Regions from separate parts of the Sus scrofa genome. Here region 2 is linked to region 1. Evidence: chromatin contacts called from public Hi-C data. All regions are on one chromosome and are shown on one strand. Each heading gives the region's core, a stretch centred on a gene start, on an enhancer-like site or on the middle of the called end of the contact. The rest is flanking DNA. Distances are from core to core; before and after follow the strand shown. Region 1 overlaps LOC102165262 (a long non-coding RNA gene). Region 2 holds the start of C1QA (complement C1q A chain).

Evidence for each region. Hi-C and Micro-C count contacts between places; a contact is called where the count stands out from the background.
Region 2: a Hi-C map of liver shows a contact between it and region 1, with 3 times the contacts expected there. The contact joins the promoter of C1QA here to the enhancer-like site in region 1. A contact is called at or near these places in 5 of 5 promoter capture datasets (fetal liver, fetal skeletal muscle, liver and 1 more), 26 of 47 Hi-C or Micro-C datasets (adipose tissue, alveolar macrophages, brain and 14 more) and 2 of 2 datasets of contacts at active chromatin or transcription factors (alveolar macrophages and skeletal muscle).

The regions. Positions count from the first base shown.
Region 1 is chr6:80,382,223-80,390,187 of Sscrofa11.1, forward strand. All of the region lies in intron 2 of LOC102165262 (a long non-coding RNA gene), which reads right to left. Among named protein-coding and RNA genes, the nearest start is that of ZBTB40, 34 kb to the right of the region's middle. Within about 2 kb of position 3,644, at least 4 of the 83 cell types and tissues checked have an H3K27ac peak or open chromatin away from gene starts, as enhancers often do. A contact at or near this core is called in fetal liver, liver and omental adipose tissue, where this site is marked.
Region 2 is chr6:80,581,348-80,589,312 of Sscrofa11.1, forward strand. It overlaps C1QA (complement C1q A chain), which reads left to right and starts at 4,912. Exons shown (of 3, transcript NM_001003924.1): 1 at 4,912-4,934; 2 at 5,830-6,005; 3 at 7,096-7,742. The coding sequence starts at 5,837. The coding sequence ends at 7,670. It overlaps LOC110261111 (a long non-coding RNA gene), which reads left to right. Exons shown (of 3, transcript XR_002344936.1): 3 at 1,640-3,393.

The DNA of each region.
Region 1 (7,965 bases), core at 2,394-4,893:
TTCTCAGACTGAGGGGAGGCCAGGGAAGAACCAGAAGGAGGGATTAGGTCTGGATGGGGAGGTGTGTGCAACCTGAGCAGATCAGACTCTGGCCCTAGACACTCTTAAAGCTCCTGAAGACATTCCAGAAACCCCCTGGATTCTGAGCATGAAGAATTATTGCTCCCTAGGGTCTGAGCCTTCCATCACCTCAAATCCCACGTTGTTGTGGGCCCTCACAGGGACTTCCCAGGGGAAGGGGAGATAGTAGACACAGCGCGAGACCAGGCACATGGTCAGTGCTCAACAAATACTTGGCTGGATAAACAGATGGATAGATATATGGACGATCAAATGGAGACATGAAAAGGGAGGTGAATAGACAGAAAGATGGACAGAAGATGAGATTAATAAATGGGTGGAGGGATTTCCCATTGTGGCTCAGCAGTAACGAACCTGACTAGTATCCATGAGGAGGCAGGTTCGATCCCTGGCCTCACTCAGTGGGTTAAGTAAGGATCTGGCATTGCTGTGAGCTGTGGTATGGGTCATCAACACAGCTCGGATCCCACATTGCTGTGGCTGCGGCATAGACCACCAGCTGCAGCTCCGATTTGACCTCTAGCCTAGGAATTTCCATATGCCGTGGGTGCAGCCCTAGAAAGAAGAAAAATAAAACATAAATGGCTGGAGCTAACTCTACATCTTGCCAAGTCCTACTTTATGCAAAGGAGAGAAACTTTTCACTTAGAGAGAAATCCTAGCCCAAGGCATCCTTGAACCAAAGGACCTACCAGTTAAGCACTAACTCCTATTCAGGAAGGATGAATCTCAAATCTTTGGAATTTAGAATCAAAATGACCTTAGTTGTGCTTGCCACATAGTAGGTGCTTAATATGAGGTGAACAAATGGATGAATGAATGACTAAAACAATTGGGCAACTCCATTTCCCACCCATTGTATGAATTAGGAGAGGGACACTCATTTATAAATGAGTAAAATGACACCTAAGGTCACCCGGCAGACCACGGGCATAGAGTGGTGTGGAAGCCAGGCCATCTAGTAGTCCAGTATTCCTTCCCCCATGCCTGGCAGTTTCCTGATTCCCAATTTCAGTGGGGACATCTCACCTAAACCAGACGAGTCTTTCCAGGCCTTGGAGTGTGTGTTCTCCCACCTGGGACAAGAAGGTCACTGAATTGTCAACGTGTCTGTTTGATGCTTGTTTGAAAGTGGAGTGTGTTTGCGTGTGTGTACGTGTGTGCATGTGGGTGTCTGCGTGCACAGACTCAAGAATGAAAAGGCAGCTATGTCTCGCCAGCAGCTTCCACCTTCCCGCTGTCCAGCTGCAGTGCATCAGGTGTATGGGACCCTGGAGATAAGCTGGTTTTGACACATTGCAGATGTCTTCCTACCTCCCAGGGAGGTTGTGATGGCCCTGTGTGACAGGGACAATGACACTCAACATCTGGGTAGCAGCTTAAGTGAGCTAATGCTCCTGCCTGGCACATGGTAAGTGCTTAATGAATGGTGGCCGCTTTCATTAAATAACAACCCTCCCCGGGGCCCAGGCCTTCCTATCAAGGGTCACACTTTTCAGTGGACTGGGAATCTGGAGGTCTGGTTCTGACCTCAGCCCTGCCACACGCTCCCTGTATGACCATGGATGTCTACCCTCCTGGGCCTTAGTCTTCCCATCTGCAGAATGGAGCTAATCATACCCTCTTCAGAGGGCTGTTGGAGAGACGAGATAGGCCGTGAGGGTATCTTGCATGCTGTAGACTAAGCAAGGGGCAGCGAAGTACTAAGGGCCAAATCTGGCCCACCAACTGCTTTTGTAAATAAAGTTTTATTGGAACACAGCCACACACATCCAACATGTGTATTGTCTGTGGCTTCTTTAGCACCACTGTAGAGGAGTTAAGTAGTTGTAAGGATTACTTGTAAGACTTGTAAAGTGAAAAATTTATCATCTATCCATTTACAGAAAAGATGGCCAGCCCCTGCTATTGACCAATTATTCCCAGGTCTTAGCAGCCTAGACTGACCACGCTTCCTTGGGAACTTGTTAAAAGTACCACTCCCAGGCCCACCCCAAGTTTTCAATTTAGTGGGTCTGGGGTGAGGCCAGAGTATCTCTCTCTCTCTCTCTTTTTTTTTTTTTTTTTTTAATTTTTAGGGCTGTACCCATGGCATATGGAAGTTCCCGGGCTAGGGTTCAAATCAGAGCTGCAGCTGCTGACCTTCGGCACAGCCACAGGAACAACAGATCAGAGCCGCGTCTGTGACCTACACCACAGCTCACAGCAATGCCAGATCCTTAACCCACTGAGCAAGGCCAGGGATCGAACCTGCATCTTCATGGATACTAGTCAGATTTGCTACCTCTGAGCCACAATAAGAACTCAGAGAGTATCTCCTTTTTTTCCCATTTTTATTTTTTTTAATTAAAGTATAGTTGATTTACAGTGTTGTGCCAATTTCTGCTGTACAGCAAAATGACCTAGTCATACATACATATATATACATTCCCTTTTTTATATTTTCTTCCATCATGGTCTATCCCAAGACTGCATATAGTTCCCTGTGCTACACAAGTAGGACCTCATTTTTTGTCCATTCTAAATGCAATGATTTGCATCAGTTTGCACCCCAAACTCCCAGTCCATCCCACTCCCTCCTCTCCCCCTCGGCAACCACAAGTCTGTTCTCTATGTCTGTAAGTCTGTTTCTGTTTTGCAGGTAGATTCATTTATGCCATATTTTAGATCCCATCTATAAGTGATATCACAGTGTATTTGCCTTTCTCTTTCTGACTTACTTCACCCAGTATGAGACTCTCTAGTTGCATCCATGTTGCTGCAAATGGCATTATTTCATTCTTTTTTAAGGCTGAGTAGTATTCCATTGTATAAATGTATCATATTTTCTTAATCCATTCATCTGTCAATGGACATTTAGGTTGCTTCCATATTTTGGCTTCTGTGAACATTGCGTCTACGACCAAAGGAGTGCATGCATTTTTCTGAATTATATTTTGTCCAGATAGATGCCTGGAGATTGCTGGATCTACATCTAGTTTGGTAGTTCTACATCTAGTTTTCTAAGGAAACTCCCAATTTACATTCTGGTTATCTCCTTTTCGACAAGTGTTCCTGGTGATTCTGATAAAGGGAGGTTCCTAGTCCGGATGTTGAAACATCCTGGGGTAGACAGAGCTAGGACCAAATCCCTACTCCTCCACCTCTTATCTGTGTGACTGTACGCAAGTTACTTAACCTAAGTCTCAGAAGCCTCATTTACAAAGTGGGGACAACAATGCCTGTCCCTTAAGGCTACTGAAAAGATTAAATGTGAATCTTTATAAAGTGCTCCGTTGGGTCCGGATTCTCAGTAATTGACAGTTTTATTTCCTTCCAGTGCCTCTGGACGTTCTCCTCTAGTTCCCGGGCAAGTGGCTTCTAGTTCTCCCAGAACCTTCCTAGCTGCCCCCTCAGCCCCACTACAGCTTCTTGGGGGGACCCATCCCCTATCTGTGCTGACAGATCTCACTTCCCCAGCATTTGGCAAGAGGCAGCGTCAGGGGGTTGGTCTGGTACAGCCTGGAGTCCTGGCCCGTTTCTGACACTGAAACTGTTGCCAGCTCTGTGTTTACACACTTACTGTCATAATATTTGCTTTGCATGGCCATTATTTGCCTGACGTCAGATGAAGATGATCAACTCCCCACGAGAGCCCGTTTCAAAAAGCAAGGTCAGCGCCTCCCCGTCCCCCTGCACGGTCCCATCCCTTCTTTCCTTGTCTGGATTTTCTAAACTAACCACACTCCAGGCAAAAACTGATGTTGGGAAATGTGATGGCGTGAGACCAGGGGAACAGGTGGATTCTGGTCCCGACCTCTCACTGACCTTGGGCTTCCTTGGCAAGTCTAGTTCTCTCCCTGGGTCTCGGTGCCTCATCTCTGCCCTGAGAAGTCTGGCTTTCCTGGTCTGTCAGGCCCCTCCCAGCACCACAATTCTGTGACTCTGGGACCCTAAGAACCCCCCAGGGTGGAAGATTCCAGAGTTCACCTGGTAATTCCCTCCACCCTTCTCAGGCCGATGGAAGGATAGGAACAAAGAGAACCAAATGGTGAACATGAAGCCACGCTCTATTTATCTACAACAATGCAAACAGCACAATCTTTCTTTCATCAAGATAGAAAATCAAAACTGAGAAAGACTACAAGCCCTGCTATTAGACCATCTCCTGGAGGCATGTCCCTCCATGACAGCAAATACCTGCACCCCAAACATTTCAGGGAGCCTGGGGATAGACCCCTAAGTACAGCTTCTTCCATCCATCACTGCTTTACTCATGCTGAGAGCTTGGTCATGTTGCAGGTGAAGGCACCTGCCCCCCAGGGCTGGCTCTGCATCCCCGGGGAGGGAAGAGTCACATGCAAATCCAAGGGAAGAGAAAATTGCAAAATCAGTTCACGGAGTCCCTGGCCCCACTAAAAGGTGCTTACATATCGAGGACATGATGCTGCATGGAAAAAAGCCATTAGGAGCAGGGCCTGCATCTCCAAAGGACTAAATAAGGAGCCATCACCTGAAACCTCAGCCTGAGACACTCTGCAAAGATGTAAGAGATCCCCGGACTGCTTGGCCCAGGGCAGTGTGGGACCCAGCAATGGTTGAAGCCAGTCTGTGGAGCCAGACAGACCCAGATTTGGGTGCCCCTAAGGCCACCCAGGAGCTGGGTGACCCCATGCAGTCCACCACACCCCTCTGGGCCTGGCTTTGCCAACTGTGAAACGGAGCAGATGATAACTTGCACCTCGTGGGGCTGTTGTGAGAATTTAAGGGAGGCAGCCCAGCAGAGGTGCCCGAGCCAGTCCTAAGTTCACACAGGCTCTCATCCGACATTATTCTCCTCCCTCGAGAAGGGTTGTTGAATGACTTTTTGAGGGTGGGAACAATAGATACTCACTCTGGTGCGGAGAACGTCCGTGTTTTAGGAAGCGCTTACATGTGCTCTGTCATTACAGCCTTACTTAAAACAGGCCCACAAGCCAGACATCACCGTCCCCATCTTACAGCTGCTGACGCTGAGGCTCAAAGAGGAGAAGCAATGTGTCCGGAGCTCCAGCAAGTCAGCGGCCAGCTGACACCCAGGGCCTTGCCTCCTGGTCAGTGCTCTTGCATATCCTCCCACAGGGTCAGGTCCTGTGGCCCCCTGTGACCTGAGAGGGCCCAGCAGTGTTCACAGGCCTCCCAGATACTAGCCCCAGGCTTTCCAAGCTCTCTCTGGCCTCAAGCAGACAGTCCTGCCCCTATTGGGGGGCAGGTCATGGAGAACTGTGAGGACACAGCGCCCTCCAGTGGCCCCGTGAAGCAGTGAGGGAAGCTGCATTTCACAAGGGCTGCAGCCCAGATCAGGTGTACAGTCTGCTCCTGCCCTCACCTGTCCCGCTGAGAGCCACGGTCGCTGGCTCCTTGGCACCCCAATAGTCCCTCTGTCCCAAAGCTCTAAGAATTGTACACTTTTAATCTGAGAAGACAAGCGACACCACTCAAACGAACTCTTTCTTTGCACAGAGGAAATTATTGAACCGTCACATTCAAGGTCACATGCAAGTGGGGCAGAGTGGAGACCAGAGGGCCGATCGCCTGTCTCCTTCAGCCCCTGAAGGAAGTTCAGGGAGACTGGATTCACCAACCATGCACCTGCCTCCACACCCTCTTTCCTATCTCCCTCTGCCTCCTTGGCTGCCAGACACACCAGCCAGAGTGGGATAGGTTGAAGAGGCAGAGTGCGAGGGATGGATACTCAGACTCAGATCGAAGCCGCAGTTGTGACCTAAGCCACAACTGCGGCAATGCCGGATCCTTAACCCACTGTGCAAGTCGGGGGATCCAAACCTGCGTCCCAGTGCTCCCAAGATGCCACCGATACCACTGTGTCACAGCAGGAGCTCCACTCAGACTCTTTTTTCAGTATTTTTTAAATCGAAGTATTGTTGATTTACAGTGTAATGTTAGTTTCTGGAGTGGGGCAAAGTGATTCCGTTATACCTATATATTCTTTTGTCATATTCTTTTCCATTATAGGTTATTCAAAGATATTCAGTATAGTTCCTGTGCCATACGGTAGGAACTTTTTTTTACATAGCAGTCTGTATCTGCTGGTCCCAAACTCCTCATTTATCCCTCCACCACCACCCCTTCCCCTTTCGTAAACATAGGTTTGTTTTCTATGTCTGTGGATCTGTTTCCATTTGGGAAGTTAGTTCATTTGTATCACATTTTATTTATTTATTTATTTATTTATTTATTTTTATTTTTTTCTTTTTGCCATTTCTTGGGGCGCTCCCACAGCATATGGAGATTCCCAGGCTAGGGGATGAATGGAGCTGTAGCTAATGGCCTACGCCACAGCCATAGCAACGCAGGATCTGAGCCGCATCTGCAACCTACACCACAGCTCATGGCCACGCCGGATCTTAACCCACTGAGCAAGGCCAGGAATCGAACCCGCAACCTCATGGTTCCTAGTCAGATTCGTTAACCACTGAGCCACAACAGGAACTCCCTGTATCACATTTTAGATTCCACATATAAGTGATATCATATGATATTTGTCCTTCTCTGTCTGACTTACTTCACTAGTTTGATAATCTTGAAGTCCATCCACGTTGGGCGCTCAAACTCTTGATGACTGTGTGACCTTGAGCAGATTATTTAACTTCTCTGTGCCCCTGTCTCCTTCTCCATGAAGTGAGAAAAATAATAGCACGTGTCACACGGTTGAGTGAGGACCAAATAAGGTGTCAGATAGAAAAGGCCTGTTGCATGATACCTGGAACCAGCCCCAAAACACACAACCCCTACTACAACTTTTTTTTTTTCTCGGCTGCACCAGTGGCATATGGATGTTCCCAGGCCAAGGATCGAATCCAAGCTGCAGCTGTGACGTACACCGCATCTCAGTCCCTCTGCAGCCACCCAAGCTGCTGCAGTCAGATGCTTAACTGCACTACAGCGGGGACTCCTACAAGTTTTATTACTGTTTGGCACCTCTAATTCACTGGCTTACTGCTGAGGGGCTACAGGTGCTCCCTGGCACACCTCTCCTCCTCCCTTCTTGCATTCATGTCTTCTCACCAAACCCCAAAGTGGCAAAAGAATCCACAGCACCTGCATCTCACGTCTTTCCCACATGAGCCACTGCAGAGGCGCCTCAGGGGACAGGAGAGTAGGCAGCCTGGACACTGTCCCCTCGTGGGTTAGCAGGCCACTCTGGCCAGGGGAGCCTGGCTGAGTCTCAGAGAAGAGCTAAAACCCCAGAGAGTTTCTCTGAGGCCAAGAAGAGATAGGTTAAGGGGTATGGTCAATACCTTCCAGGCTTCCAGAATGATTCTGAGGGCCCACCTCTAACAAGCAGACACCACCAGGCTTCAGTTTCATGGTGGAGCCTTGGAAATCCCTCCTTGATTTTTCCTTCCCAAAAGGCTTGGAGCCAGGCCCATGTGGGCTCAAATCCTGACCCTGCCCTCACGAGCTATGTGATGTTGGGAAGAGACTTGACACCTCTGAGCCTCAGCTTTCTCATCTGCAGACTGGGGGTGATGACAGGATTGTATAAAGCTGCTGGATATGGAAAAAAGTGCACAGTGCAGTGCCTGGAATGTGGCACTTCAACTTGCTTATTGAACAGCAACTCAAAATACATTCACCACCACCCCCAAAAGTCTTCCTATTGGAGTCCTTGTCCTGGATCCAGGAAGGGGCTCATGTCCTCCCACCTGGTGTCAGCTCAGTGAGCCAGGAGGTCCACCCATCACACCTTTCCTGCCCAGAGATCCTGTCTGCTCTCTTTGGCCTCTGCTCTTGTTCCAGGACTGGGACACATTGGTCCCTCCTTCTGCCTCCACACCACGGCCATGGGGGTCAGTCCCAAAACTAGTTGAGACCAAGGTTTCTGTGGTTGGGTCCTTGACC
Region 2 (7,965 bases), core at 3,662-6,161, 200 kb after region 1:
AATCGGAGCCGTAGCCACCGGCCTACAACAGAGTCACAGCAACTCGGGATCCGAGCCACGTCTGCAACCTACACCACAGCTCACGGCAGCGCCGGATCCTTAACCCACTGAGCAAGGCTAGGGATCGAACCTGCAACCTCATGGTTCCTAGTCGGATTCGTTAACCACTGCGCCATGACGGGAACTCCCAGAGTGACTTCTATACGCATTTGGCTATCTGCATTTTGCCTAATATGATTCAGAGAGAGGAAGAGCTAAAGATACCTTAAAATAAGATAGGGGATACTGGAGTTCCCATCATGGCTCAGCAGTTAACCTGACTAGCATCCATGAGGACGTGGGTTCGATCCGTGGCCTCGCTCAGTGGGTTAAGTATCTGGCTTTGCCGTGAGCTGTGGTGTAGTTCGCAGACAAGGCTTGGATCCCACATTGCTGTGGTTGTGGTATAGCTTGGCGGCTTCAGCTCTTGACTGGACCCCTAGCCTGGGAATCTCCATATGCTGCGAGTGCAGCCCTAAAAAGACACACACACACAAAAGAGAGGGGATGATGCCCATCCCTCTAGACCCTCAAGGATCCTATTCTGGGTCACGGACCTGCTTGTCCTCACATCTGCCCCAGATCCTATGAGGGATGCCTCACTACTGAGTACAACTCCAACTTGAAAGATTCAATTCCTTTTCCAAAAAAGGGGGTATCCATTAGCCAACTAATACTCAACTGCTCCCCTCTGTTTACCCTCTGGTTTAAGAGAAATCAGTTCAGACATTGAAGGGTGTGAGGCTTCTGATGGAACTCAAATACGGGGCCTGAGGTTCTGGTGGACTGGGCCCAAGTCATATAGTGCAATGACATTCACTCCCCTACGTTAGACAATGACAGCCTGACCTTCAGTTAGATTCCAAACGACAAAGGAGACAGAGTATAACGGCATCACCAACAGCAGAACTGATGGAAATGCAGAGACATCAAAGGTGCCCACAGTTTCAGGAACGCACCCTACCACCCACAACCCCATGCTCTTCTCTTCTCACGCCTTCTCCCCCGTGCAAATCCATGTAGATCCCCCACCGTACATTTCCTGAGACAAAGAGAGATCAAAGGAATCAGGACCTCCCAGTCAGATTCTGCAAGAAACCTCTCAAGATCCCACGTGGAGTAGGAGCGGAGCTGGGGCTTTTCACAAACCTCTTTACGCCTCTCTACCTCGCACATGGCAGGTGCCAGGGAGCAGGGATTTCCCCCTCTTACCAGTCCTGAGTTCTTGTGGATGCACAAATGATAAGACTGATACAGGATGGGAGAAAAAGAAACAAAAGTTCATTCACGTGCATGGAGGTCCCATAGAAATAAGACTTAAAAAATAGCCAAAGCAGGCCACTTCTACACTTTCTATGAAGAACCAGAGACCTGTTCCAACGTCAAAGCTAAAAGTGACAACATATAACTCTCCCGAAATGGTAATATGGTCTCCAACTTGGGGCTTTCCTAAGAACTTCTTCCAGGAGTAATAGTAACCACTTACAATTATTGCCTGATAGGCTGACTTTGGAAACCCACCCTTGAATGAGATGTGACTCCACCATAAAGAATATGAGTAATTTAGAATTTTTTTTTTTTTTTTTTGGTTATTCCTTAGACCCCTGACTATATGCTGAGAATGGACTCATGGATGGAGACCTTGCAAGGAGGACAAGGGTTTCCTCTCATCCCTACATCTCTGCCTCCCCTCCAGGACCCTGAGCTCCCCGAGAAAAGGAAGAAAATGTCATCCCCTCTGACTGAAGGTGTCCCTGTGATCTTCACGGGGTTATTGCCGACCCATTACTTTTCACACTAATGACATGCTCATCGCTGTCAATGCCTTTTTATTTCTTGAGAAGTGTTTATACTCTTGCAACAGCCTGATAAGTGAAATCATCTAACACTTGGAAACAAGGCAAATAGATAACTGGTGTTCTTTCAAAGGCAAATTAGAGTGGTGGCTAACAAGCCCTCCTAAGGGTCATCTGACACTCCAGGGGAATGTCACTTTGCTTGACTTATTATTTACTATTGATTAGGGCCCAGGCTCTGTAAAGATAGCTGTTAGCTGGTAGAAAACTGATAAGTTGCCAATTGTTTTTGTCTGGTTGAAATGCAAATGGTCACTTCTCAATAGAAAAGATAACCCCAGCATTATGATTTTATTGCTGCATAGAACCTTAATCAGTTTTGCATCTAACTTAGCATACTTAGGAATAGTCCAGAATTCTTGGGGGGGGGGTTGGGTTATTGTTTTTGTTTTTCCTGAATCTTTCCACCTATAGTTAGATATAAGGTTTTTGTCCTCATACCCTTCATCTAACTAGTTTTGTTCCTTCATTTGTAAGCTACATAAAATTAACATGTGCTCACTATGTATTTCTACATAGAATTGTGTATTTCATGTTTTGAAAGCTATACTTTGAGAAGATTTTCACAGTATTTGGTTTTTCCTCGTGCTAACTCTGCCACTCTCTGTGTGACCTTGGGCAAGTCTTTCTATCTCTGGTCTTAAGTTATTTCATATGTAAAACAGGAGCAACCAGGCTGACCATTCTGGCTCTGACATAATATTTCTAACTCCTCTTGCGGGGAAGCAAGACTAACACAATGCAATCAAAGATGTTGCTGGAAGGGATGTTACAGACCAGCCTTCCTGCTTCCCACCATGCCTTCATCTTGACAGAAGGAGAAACTGAGGCTCAGAGGGGTTAGGTAACTTGCCCAAGGTCACACAGATATTATTCATAATGATGACTTATTTTGCTGTTGTGTTTGACAGTATAAACTTCCTCATATATTCCTATAATCCCTCAGCAGCCCACTGAGCAGGCTGTATCATCCCCATTTAACAGATAAAGAAACTGAGGCCCAGCAAAGTGATGTGGCTTGCCCAAGGTCATAGGGAGATTTCAGCCCCCCCAAGCCCCTGAATCCTGGGGACCACCCTTAAGTATCATTGTCTGGAGTTTTTGTATATATGTGTGATGTCATACAAGACGGCAAATGAAAAAGGAGTCCCAAAGCCTTGAAAACTCTGGCCCTAGACTCTCATGACCTGCCCAGGTACAACAGCCCTCCCTCTTCTCCTCTTCTTCTCCTCCTCCCTCTGGCAAAATTCTCAGGAAAAAATTTTAAAAAACCATGGTGGGAGTTCCCATCGTGGCACAGCAGAAATGAATCCTACTAGGAACCATGAGGTTGCAGGTTCGATCCCCGGTCTGGCTCAGTGGGTTAAGGATCGGGCGTTGCCGTGAGCTGTGCTGTAGGTTGCAGATGTGGCTTGGATCCCATGTTGCTGTGGCTGTGGCATAGGCCGGCGGCTACAACTCCGATTCAACCCCTGGGAACCCTAGAAAAATACGAAAGACAAAAAAAAAAAAAAAAAAAAAAAAAAAAACCCGTGGTCATGAGAAGAAGCAGAAAGACATGGTCCATCCAGACCTGAACACCTTGGTCTCTAGCCTGGGGGCGACAGAATCACTCAATCTAAAGAAAAGCATTCTCTGAGTACCTGATGTGGCGCAATGGGATCAGCAACATCTCTGGACTGCTGGGACGAAAGTTCTATCCTCAGCCCGGCACAGTGGGTTAAGGATCCAGCATTGCCACAGCTGTGGTGTGGGTCAGCACAGTGGATCTCATCCCAGGAACTCCATATGCTGCAAGACAGCCAAAAAAGAAAAAAATTAAAATTAAAAAGAAATTAAAGAAAAGCATTTTCAGGGTCCAAGCTGGCAATGACTGCTTGAGCTGTGTTGACAGGTAGTGAGCACCCCATCAGTGAGAGTGAGCAAGGCTAGATGATCCATCCAAATGTTAACAGCAATTCTCTAGATGGACTTTTGTCACTGATTTTTTTTTTCTTTTTAGGGCCACTCTTGCTGCATATGGAAATTCCCAGGCTAGGGACTGAATCAGAGCTGTAGCTGCCAGCCTACACCACAGCCACAGCAACACCAGATCCCAGCCTCATCTTCGACCTACACCACAACATATGGCAATGCCGGATCCTTAACCCGCTGATCGAGGCCAGGGATAGAACCCACGGCCTCATGGATACTAGTCAGGTTCATAACCCACTGAGCCATAGTGGGAATTCCTTGTCACTGATTTAAAAATGTTGATAAAAGCTAATTATTAAGTGTTCACCGTGTGTCCCATGTTTTGTTTTGTTTTCGTTAGATTTTTATTTTTTTCTCTTATAGCTGTGTCCCATGTTTTGTATGTGTATTATATTATCAAGACTTTATAATAATCCAAAGAGGTAGAATCTGCTGTCCCCAATTTATAAATAAAAAACTGAGGCCCCAGGAGGTCAACTATCTTTCCAAGGGCATGCAGTTAGGAAGTGGCAGTTCTAGAAAGCTGACTATGGAACTTCTCGTTACTGTGCTGTTCTTCTTTCTTTGTGCTCTTCTGTATTTCCAAGCTTTTGGCAATGAATACATGCTGCTTTCACAACCATGAAAAAAGGCTCACCAGCTACTAAAGGTTCCTCTGGAGCAGAAATTAGCACAACATTGTAAATCAACTATACTTTAAAAAACAAAAACAAAACAAACAAAAAACAATACTTCTGCCTCGATTTCTATGCCTCTCTGGGTCTCACAGCCCCACCCAGTACCCCCTCCACCACCCCCTCCCTGTGGACCTGGATTTTGATCTTGCTGTCCCTGCCCCCACACCAGCTGTGGCGGGGTCGGATGTCCCATGGCCCAGTCTTGCTGAGGTCTGCTCAAAATGACCTTTGCATGCCTCTGGCCCCTGGGGCAGTTCCAGGGAGGGAGAAGGGGAAATGGGAAGGGATGCGAAACTCGGCCAGAGGCCAGCACCGCCCCTACTGGGTGTCCCACACAGGTCCCTGCGTGAAGGGCAGGAGTGTCCAGTGCACTGACGACGAGAGGCAGGTGAGGCCCGTGCCTGAGAGGGAGGGGGCTGGGGAGTTCAGGGAAGCAGGGGAGCTGGCACAGGAGGCTGGACCAGGGAAGGAGGGAGGGAGAGCGCTGCTCACTGGGTCTTTGCCAGGACAGGGTTGCTCGGGGTGGGGGTGGGGGCGCTGATCCAGAACCCAGGACAAGCAAGTGGGGGGATCTTAACTCCAGGGGCTTGGGGGAGTCTGGGACGTGGTGCCAGACCCATCAGCTCTGGCCGGAGTTCCTGGGTCCTGGTCTCCCAAAAGACAAGAAGCTGGGAAAAGGGGGTGCGTCCGAGTCCAGCAGAGGGGTCCCACGGGGGGGACAGTATGTGACAGTCAGCCACCTCTCCTCCAGTGGGTGCTGAAAGGGGCCAAGTGTGTAAAGGAGGGAGCAGCTGTGTGTGTGTGTGTGTGTGTGTGTGTGTGTGTCAGGTGTTTGTGAATTCCGGGTGCATGCCCAGCTCTGCCATCTGGGTGAGAGGGTGTTAATTAAACAGGGAGCAGGTGCTCAATAAATATTTGTCCAGTGGCATAGCTCATCTGTAGGAGTACATGGCTGTGTGTGTCCAGGTGAGTGACGGATGGAGTGAGTCAGTTTGTGTCCAGGCTGTGTCGTGGCTTTCTGTGTGTGCTTACTGGGCTGTGTAGGTGTGTAGGTGAGAAGCTGTGTTCATGCGTCTGAGTGTGTAACTAGACGGGTACGCTCAGTTGCTTGTGTGTATCTGTGTGAGTCTGCGGTCCTGGGCTGCAAGGCGGGAGGACATCGGAGGCCCTCGAGGGGGGTGTGTGTGCCGTATCATTGTGGCGGGGGACATTCAAGGGTGTGAGGTGGGCGTGCATGAGTGTGCGATGTCCAGCTTGCCCAGGCCCTGCCCATGTCTCCACAGCGGCATCATGGAAGCCCCCCGGGGCTGGCTGGTGATCATGATCAGTGTGCTGGCCGTATCCCTGGCCTCTTCGGCGGCCCAGGACACGTGCCGAGATCTGGACGGGAGGGACGGGGCCGCAGGAAAACCCGGCCGACCCGGGCGGCCAGGCCCCAAGGGAGAACGAGGAGAGCCGGGTAAGCGGTCCCCCTGGACCCCAGCTCTTCATCCCTGTGCCTGGCCTGGCCTGTCCTCCAGAGTGGAGGCTCAGGGAGGCCCTGAGTGACAGGAGTCCACCTGGGCCCCCACAGGTAGCCCCTCCAGTCTCTGCTCTTGGCCCCAGGGGCTGAGGGGGTTCTAGTCCTCTCCCAGGGCCATGTCCACAGGCTCCCAGGCCCCTCTGTGTCCCCTTTACTCCCTGGGTCGTCCTCCTCCTTCAGCCTCACCGTTCTCCTCTGGAGAGTGGGTCCCTGCAAGCAATGAACAGGAAGGGTCCCAGAGCTCGGCCCCATCCTTGGCCTTTGCTCAGTTACCAGAAAGATGAACGCCCCAGGCTTCAGACTCAAGAGTTCTTGCCTTGCAGTGCAACCTTGAGTGAGTTACCACCCTGAGACTCAGTTTCCTCATCTGTAAAATGGACAAATAATCTCACCTGGCACATAGAGAGGGATCAGTTAACGGCAGCTCTCCTTTCTGCTTCCAGCTCCCACCCCCTGCCCCCAACACGCGCGCACGCGCGCGCGCGCGCACACACACACACACACACACACACACACTGTTCCTGCTTCCCCTTTCCCAGCTCCTTCAGGCATCAAAAACTCACACTCTAGAAAAAGGGCTGGGACAAAAGGAAAGTCTCCAGCAATCCCCACACATCTCCCAGTGCATAGCAGCCCAGAAAGACCTGCAGAGACCTTTACAACAGTCTGCACCCAGGCATCCTACATGTAGTCCCCGAACCTGAAGAAGTCAAGGGCAGAGCCCTGGTAGGGCGTGGAGAACATGGCTGTGGACAGGCGTACAGTGGAGAAGCCAATGTCCTGCTTTTCCCACAACCTGACACTTTCCCAAGGCCTTGTTCACATTCCTCTCCATTTTACAGATAAAGCCGCTGAGGCTCAGAGATATTGAGACACGGGCCCAAGGTCACACAGCGTCAGGATCCATGTCTTGAAGGCACAGACTCACCTCTATCCTCTATCTCACAGCCATTCGGGGTCCCAGCCACCTCCTAGAGGATGGGAGGAGACTAGACGCTCACTCCCAATCTGGCCTTTCTCTCCGCAGGAGCCCCTGCCTTTCAGACTGGCATCCGCGGCCTTAAAGGAGACCAGGGGGAGTCTGGGTCCCCTGGAAAACCTGGCAGAATGGGCTACCCGGGGCCCAGCGGCCCTCCAGGGCTCCCGGGCCTCCCAGGGTTGAAGGGCATCAAGGGCAACCCGGGAAACATCAAGGACCAGCGCCGGCCGGCCTTCTCGGCCGTGCGACAGAATCCTCCGACGAGCGGCAACGTGGTCATCTTCGATGAGGTCATCACCAACCAGGAGGGCGCGTACAAGAGCCAGCTGGGCCAGTTCATCTGCGATGTGCCAGGCTACTACTACTTCACCTTCCAGGTGGTGTCCAAGTGGGACCTCTGCCTGTACATCATGTCCTCTAGGAGAGACCAGGTCCAGCAGTCCTTGGGCTTCTGTGACTTCAACAGCAAGGGACTCTTCCAGGTGGTGTCTGGGGGCACGGTGCTCCAGCTCCAGCGGGGAGACAAGGTCTGGATCCAAAGAGACCCCAATAAGGGCCGCATTTACCAGGGTTCAGAAGCGGACAGCGTCTTCAGCGGCTTCCTCATCTTCCCCTCCACCTGAGCCAGAAAAAGACCCCCCCTACCCGCCTCCCCACCACGGCCTCTGCTTCCCGCTGTGTGACCCTGGCCTACTCAGGCCACCTCTGTGGTGGCTATGCTCCACTCTGTAAAGTGGGGGTGCTGTTGCTTTAGCTGCCTAAAGGGAGATCATTTCTCAAATCTTTTTCTGGAATAAAATACCATGAGTCCATCACGTCTGATGAGCTTGAGTTTCCATTGCTTCTCTGGGCTTCGGGAGGGAGGCTTAAGAATGACAACAGGGAGTTCCCGTTGTGGCTCAGCGGTAACGAACCCTA